2 separate regions of the Bombyx mori genome follow, and region 2 is linked to region 1. The links are chromatin contacts, called in public Hi-C maps. All regions are on one chromosome and are shown on one strand. The core of a region is the stretch at or near the end of the contact, and the rest is flanking DNA. Distances in the headings are between cores, read along the strand shown. Region 1 holds the start of LOC105841518. Region 2 overlaps LOC105841518.

Region 1 (3,985 bases), core at 1,324-3,823:
GCTGTAGTAGAATCTAGCTAGTAGCTCTAGGATTGAAATGATTTTAATAGACCTAGAAATATATTTTTTTTGCGCATCGAATATGGTCATTGCCTATCATTTTTGTACAAAGCAGTTATTGTCGCTTAGTCACGTTTGCCTTTCAAGCGTCAATATATAAATGGCGAGGGGTCGTTTCTTTTATACAAAACATTCCGTATTATAAAATAAATTTGATATAAGGATAAAAAATTAAGAAAACCACAATACACTGCAAAAGAAGTTTCACTTCTTTCACATGTTTCAAGTTGCATACACACCATAATTTTTTTTAAATATTAAATTTGTTACTTCATTTTTCTAGAAAGCTCTCTCCAGTAGTGTTAATAGGTAGTCTTTGTTAAGTGAGTTTTTTTAGCACATTTTAAATAATAATGTTGAAGTGGTAAATAATATTTTTGAGGCTCTTGGAAATTTTAGACTGCAATTGTTTTTAGTGATTCCTCTAAAATAAGATTAAAAAGTAATAAGTGTTTTTCGGACTATGATGTATACATGCAGATGCATTTACGCGCAATTGTAACATAGTTTAAAGTTTTAATACTGTTATGTTTTTTTTACTGGTGGTAGGACCTCTTGTGAGTCCGCACGGGTAGGTACCACCGCCCTGCCTATTTCTGCCGTGAAGCAATAATGCGTTTCGGTTTGAAGGGTGGGGAAGCCCTTGTAACTTTATTGTATACCTTAGAACATGACATGCTTCTAGGTGCTATCTTCATCTCCCGAGATAAAATCTTTTGCTTTCAGACAGGATTTCTTCGAATTCTTTCCCTTGCTGCTTTGACCACCTTTTTCGTACGAACACTACGTGGACGGCGAGATCTTTTTCTGTCACAAACAGAGGAGGTCTCATTGCACCTATTAATAGCCCGGTACACAAACATTTTACTAATACCAAGCGTATGGAGAGTTTTAAAAATTGCATTTGGCTCCATACCTACATTGTGTAATGCAATCACAGCGATTCGGTTCTCTTTATCACCCCACTCCATTTTAATATCGCAAAATATTGTACAATGTATTGGCGCCAAAATGAGAAAACTCAATGAGCAATCATATAAAAATAACAGATTCCAAATTCAAATGTAATATTTTGTTTATTTTTAATTATAACAGTATTTATGGCCAGACTAAGTATTAAAATAAATCAGGAAGCTATAATAATAAAATTATTTACTCATTCTAAAAAGAGAGGTCCGCTGTAGTCCAAGATATTTTAGTCGATCCTATGGTTTTAGTCTTAAATCATGCCGCCATCGCAAAATTGAACCCATTTTATTCTGTAAAGAGTAGACCGTAACTACTTCGTAATGATATGATCGTAACTATAATCGTTAAATGTAACTACAGTATATACTCAGATCTTAGAACTTATATTTCAAGGTGGGTGGCGGCATTTACGTTGTAGATGTCTATGGGCTGCAGTAACCTCTTAACACCAGGTGGGCAGTGAGCTCGTCCACCCATCTAAGCAAAAAAAAGGTGGATCAAAGCGAGAATGTTGCTCCATCCCTAAGACAGGGTTGAAATCCCAATTCCATTGTACTACGGCTGCCCCAGCCTTAGTAGCGGAATGCATGATGGCTTCCCAGCAGAAATATGCGGACTCACAAGACGTCCTAACACTATATTTTTTTTTATGTTATTAGAACTGTGTCCATAGTATTAGAAGTTTTAAATGTTCGCCATTCCGTATAGTTTTAACAGGGCTACATAAACAATAATATCTAGTCGTAATTCTAAGAGAATGTAATATTAAAACGAATAAAGTTGTTTCATTGAATTTTGTTTTAATTACGAGTGACTATTTTCCTAATTCTCTTCGAGTGAAATTTAATTAAGCAAAGGCACTATGTCCAGGATTCGAAAGTAGAGCCCCGGTACAGTACTCTAAATCAATGACCACTACAACGAAAAACGGCAGAACTAGGATAAAACATTATTTATTACGTTTTTACCTGGACGTTGATTGACTGTCGTCATTGTTCTATACCAAACATGTTTCAAAATTATTATTCGTTAATTGAATTCCTGTCAAAGATTTAGAGCCAATTTTTTGTAGATTTTTTCAACGGTCTCCTAAATTGCAATAATTAATTTACGTTTGGAGCGTGTGAAACCTGGACAGCTTCAATTTATAGTTTTGGGAATTTTAAAACTCACAAAAAATGATAAAAGTGACATCTGTGATTTAATCGTGGAACTGTTGGATTCGTGTTTTTAAAGTTCCTGCATAGACAGAGAAGCATAAGTTTATAATTTTAACCTAATCCGGTACCTAGGTGGCAGCACAAGTATCAATTCGCCTGGCTAGAGTACAAAAACCTGTTTTATAAACCAAAACATTGAATAGGTAGTGAACACATACTAATTGTATTGAGTGATACAACTACAACTATACAGCGCAACCCCTATACGAATAGTTTATTTTAGTATTATAAATCACTATCGAAGGAAGGTTAATATTGTTTCGAAATGCTCCCTTCTATCTCGCAATTAACAATGAAGCGAGTGACAGAAGTTTACTTTGCAAAATGTTTGCCGAACCGCAAAGCCCAGACAAGACTATGTCAACTACAATCCCTACATTTGCATATGAAAGGGCAACGCATGGTTCGAATTATTCACAGGGCCAGCGTTCGCAACGCTACCGAGCCGGTCGAGAGACGAACAAGGAAAACGGACACCGGCCGGAGGCGGAACGCACCACGTCGGAGTTGGAGATATGGATTTAAGATTAACGAGGGCAGAGGGCGCCGGGGCCGGGGCGGGCGGGAGTGACGGGGCGGTGCAGGCGCGGTGCAGCGGGCGCCGGGGATCGATGTTAGGGCGGGGCGCGGGCGGCGGGGCGGGGCTCCACTCGCGCTCAGTCCGCCTCGGGGCCGCGTCCGCGCGGTCGTCGCTCGTCACTCGCTGCGGCGCGCCGGAGTGAGTCCGCGGGTGCAGGCCGGCGGCGGCGAGCCTCGCGCCGCCCGCCCCCGCGCCGATGTAGCCCGCAGTCGGAGTGCTCCTGCCCCGCGCCGCCCGCCCCCGCCTCGTCGCCGCGCGCGCAGTCTAGCCGCCCGCCCGCCCGCACCGCGTCTGCGACCCGTGTTCCTGTGGGCCCGCCAGCGAGACGGCACCGTGCAGGAGGTGCACTGCGAGGACTACGACCCGCGCAATCGCATCCGCATAGCGCGCACCCCGGCCGGCTGGCGCGTGATCCCGCGCACCGAGATCTACAACTCGATTCGCATCCCTCCCGTGCAACCGCGGGACCGTAAGGAGCGGCGCCGGCGCCGACGATCTGACGGCCCGCGTCGTCGTCGCCCGGCCGTCCCGGAGCCCGCACCTGCGTGGCTCCCCCCCGACCTGGAGTCGCACATTCCCTCCCACACGATAGCGGTGCCTCGCCAGCAGGTGCCCGAGCCGACACCGCTCGACAACCTGCTGGCGGTCGCCGAGCTCGAATTCAACCAACAGCGCGGTGAAGAGGCGCTCGGGCTGGATCTGCAGGCTGCCGTCCCGGCGCATCCTCCCGCCGCCCCGTCTTACTCTTTCCTGCAATCGGAAGAGGTAGCGCGGGACGTCATGTCCTTTGATCTGAGCGCATCGAAGCCACCGGAAGCGATGTATTACGAGCGCAAGGCCCAAGCTCAGAACTGTACCGAAGACAGCGCTTACGGCGGCGACATGAGCGTGCACAAGGATCTGTTCGATACGATCAGTGAAGCGCACTATTTGCCAGAGCTTGGAGGACCTCACGATGAAGCATTGCTAGATTCGCTGGTCGAAAAAGGTTGCGAAGATAACCAAATCCTCGGACAGACGCTGGACAAACTCGCCCATCTAGTTCACGGGGCCGCCGAGTACGCAGAGTCTGAGGAGGACATGTTGTTAAATAACGGTCCAGTCTCTGATATCATCGACAGACTCGAACACTCACTCGAATCACCGAGCCGGAGCA
Region 2 (3,960 bases), core at 585-3,084, 48 kb after region 1:
ATTATGAAAGGCTAATATTTGAAAAACTTTTATTATTGCCGAGATAAGTAGTATTAAGTGGTTACCGGAGCCCATAGACATCTACAAAGTAAAGCTAAATACAAAGCGGTTCGCATGTACGTTGTATCCACCTTGAGACATGAGTTCTAAGGTCTCAGTTTTAACAGTACTATGGCTGCCCCACCTTTCAAATCGAAACGCATTACTGCTTCACGGCAGAAAAGGGCAGGGTAGTGGTACCTACCCATGCGGACTCATGAGACGTCCTACCACCAGTAATTACGCAAATGATTTTTATTACTCGATGTTATTCCTTCACCGTGGAAGTCAATCATGAAACTTTGTTAGATTGTTGTATTTAATTAGAAAATTTGCACCTGCCTACGGGATTCGAACACCGTTGCACCGCTTGATACGAATGCACCGGCTGTCTTATCCTTCTTTTTTTTTATTGCTTACATGGATGGACGAGCTCACAGCCCACCTGGTGTTAAGTGGTTACTGGAGCCCATAGACATCCACAACGTAAATGCGCCACCCACCTTGAGAAATAAGTTATAAGGCCTCAAGTATAGTTACAACGGCTGCCCTCCCCTTCAAACCGAAACGCATTACTGCTTCACGGCAGAAATAGGCAGGATGGTGGTACCTAACCGCGTGGACTCACAAGAGGTCCTACCACCAGTAATTACGCAAATTGTAATTTTGCGGGTTTGATTTTTATTACACGATGTTATTCCTTCACCGTGGAAGTCAATCGTGAACATTTTTTGAGTACGTATTTCATTAGAAAAATTGGTACCCGCCTGCGGGATTCGAACACCGGTGAATCGCTTCAACACGAATGCACCGGACATCTTATCTTTTAGGCCACGACGACTTTTTAGGCCTTTAAGCCAGGAAGACTTGAAAATGGATGCATTATGAATTTCTAAAGGCTTTTCGTTGTTTGTTTTTTCTTCTATGATAAATATTAGTTAAATATTTACAGTGGATATTTACTTGACAAATAATAAAAGAGAATCGTAGAAGAACCGAAGATTATTTCAGTTTTTTCTACGTTAATATTTGAAAACAAATTGTATTGATTTAGATATTTGTAAACAAAATAAGAATAGTGATGAATAACTATAGAGATTCAACGTTTGCAATTGAATTTGTAATCGTAATATCGATTGATCCCTAAAATTGAACAATGAAGATAAAAAATATAGCTTCTTTTACGATGAACGTTTCCGCTACAACGTGCAAAGAATTTTAATCGATCATGCAATCATTGGAGAATGTCTGTCGTGTCGTCAATGGCGTTTTTATTAAGAGCAATGTAAATTAAAATGTTGCGCTATTCTTAGCTTAAGCTGAGTAAATATCAAGACCATCGCTAATTGCATTACACTGCTATGAACTATATAAACTAGACAATGTAGTTCACATGTTGTTGTACGGGCTTGTATATGTCGAAAATCAAATAATAAAAATAAAAAATCTTGTGATCCATGATAGATACCGCCACAGAAGGTACATTTTCTAATAAGAGTATAATAAGTCTGCGTTTCGATTAGTAATTTCAGTACAAACAGAAACATTTAACACAAAAAGTCCTTAATCAAGTCTGTCTACGAACTTGAAACACAAAACAGCCATCCGCATTTACTCATCGATCGTTCCATGAAAAACTTCAAACTGCGAAGAAAGCATCGTCAAAATCAATTTCGATCGAGAAAACTTGAGGAAACTTTCTTCCCGACATCCCGGTCTCCCGTTTCTACGGCTGGAGCTGGGTGCGGAGCGGCAACGTCGCGGGGCGGGGGAGCGGGGACGTCGCGCCGGTGCGGCAACAGCGCGCGATCAGCTGTTGTCCGTGTAGGCTTATGAATTCAAAACAGGCTGCAAAAACGTGACTGTAGTAGACCCGTGGGACTGCAGACTGCAGTACCTACTTACTATGACGTTACAAAATACGATTACCTCGTTTCGCGTTTCGGACATTATTGTTGTTGTTGTTTTTTTTTTATATAAAAAAAACGAGTGATCAAGGGTCTGAGAGGCATACGCTCTTTCCATAGCTTTTCTTAAACATTAATAAAAAAAGGAATCTTTAGGTAATTGAATTTCCTTTTATTTCTTTATATGTCACTACCAAAAATATTTGGATGTAATTTGTAATAGTGACCGCTCTAACGTATGAGCTAACTGATGATGTAATGAAGTCATAAAACAATGAAACAAAATAGAATTGAAAAAATTACATGGACGCTCCAGGCTTGTCCTTAATAATCCTAATAATAATAATCCTTTTAATTAAACGACCTAGTGTAATCCTTTTTTTTTTGTTTCTCCGTAATTACTAGTAATTATCGACAATGGCAAGAAATTCTTGCTAATTCTCGATATTAAAGGTTGCGTACGTAACGAAATTATGTAACTGCCTAATAAATTACCCACTTTATTGTGGATCGTGAACCTCTACGGAAGTGTATTACCCCTGCCTATTTCTGTCGCGAAATAATCTTGACTTGATACATCAAAATTGAGATTTCGATTACATGGTGGTAGGACCTCTTGTCAGTCCGCACGGGTAGGTACCACCACCCCGCCTATTTCTGTCGTGAAGCAGTAATGCGTTTCGGTTTGAAGAGAGGGACAGCCTGCCGTTCAGCCGTTGTTACTATACGGAGACCTTAGAACTTGTGTCTCAAGGTGGGTGGCGCATTTATGTTGTAGATGTCTATGGGTTCCAATAACCACTTAACACCAGGTGGGCTGTGAGCTCGTCCACCCATCTAAGCAATAAAAATAAAAAAGAAAATCATACCCCAAGGTGGGTGGTAGCATTCAGGCTCTGATACCATTGGATTCTAGTATCCAATTGGGAACAACCACAATAAGTTGTCCGTAAATTCCGAATCGCCCGCCCATTCATATTATGAATATGGATGTTTTGATAAGCCGATGTAGATATATTATGTAAATGTTTGATAAAACTTTATACATATTAACCAATTATTTATTTTATAATTTAATTTTATTCGTAGTTGAATTAGCTTTCGGTTGGACTGCCGAGAATCCAATTAGCCCACAATTAATATGGTAATTCGAATTAGTATTCCTGTCTAGGACTGACCATAATTAGTTCACCGAAGCATAATATTGTGAAATAGTGAATGCAGAAAATGTAATATTAAATATCAGTAAATTTGAATATTGTATTTAATGAAAACGACAGATGACATTACTAGGTAGAGTGACAGTTCGCGATGTTTTCAGATTTCTATAACGGGTCATAAAATTTCGATGGAAATTTCGATAGCGCGATTCAGGATCTTTCGGTTTTACATTATTACCTATAGTTCTCTGCAGCCCAATCACTAAGCAATACTGTATTTACTGGTGGTAGGACGTCTTGTGAGTACGGATGGGTACCACTACTTTAACTATTTCTGCCGGCAGGCAGTAATTTATTCAACTTTTAAGGTTGCGATCTGGGCTACCACCTTTGTTTTTGCTGATAAACTACATTATTATAGGTAGGGAAAAAAGTACATAGTGTAAAGTACAATATTTTTTTATTACAATTGAAGAAATTAAACAAGAAATTGTGACAATTAATGACAGTAATATCTTTGACATTTGAGGTTAAGCTGCGTTCAGAAATGTTTATTAAAAAAGGAGTGCATCGGTGATGTGGGGCTAACGAAAAAAAACATATTATGCCTAAACTTTTCAAAATCCACAAAAAAAAACAAATCATTCCAAATAGAGTATCTTCGTGTACTTTATTGTTCACATAAAGTATAGAGTACAATTATCTGAAATAACGTACAATACTTTATTATAAAGTACGGGTGGCAACCCTAGTTGGGACACGACATGTCTAGTGTTAAATGACAATAATGCGAATATTAACCAAGATAGGGGTCTACCCGGGCAGCCCGGATTCTACATCCCAATCAGCCGTCG

The links. Hi-C and Micro-C count contacts between places; a contact is called where the count stands out from the background.
Region 2: a Hi-C map of whole pupa shows a contact between it and region 1, with 3 times the contacts expected there. The contact joins the enhancer-like site here to the promoter of LOC105841518 in region 1. A contact is called at or near these places in 3 of 7 Hi-C or Micro-C datasets (all in whole pupa).

What each region holds. Positions count from the first base shown.
Region 1 is chr8:1,719,362-1,723,346 of ASM3026992v2, forward strand. LOC105841518 reads left to right here and starts at 2,574. Exons shown (of 3, transcript XM_062669578.1): 1 at 2,574-2,755; 2 at 2,868-3,985. The coding sequence starts at 2,574. It overlaps LOC101736799 (phosphatidylinositol-glycan biosynthesis class X protein), which reads left to right. Exons shown (of 5, transcript XM_062669643.1): 5 at 1-1,822.
Region 2 is chr8:1,768,432-1,772,391 of ASM3026992v2, forward strand. The region is part of intron 2 of LOC105841518; the gene reads left to right. Among protein-coding and RNA genes, the nearest start is that of LOC101736925, 32 kb to the left of the region's middle. Within about 2 kb of position 1,835, at least 8 of the 8 cell types and tissues checked have open chromatin away from gene starts, as enhancers often do.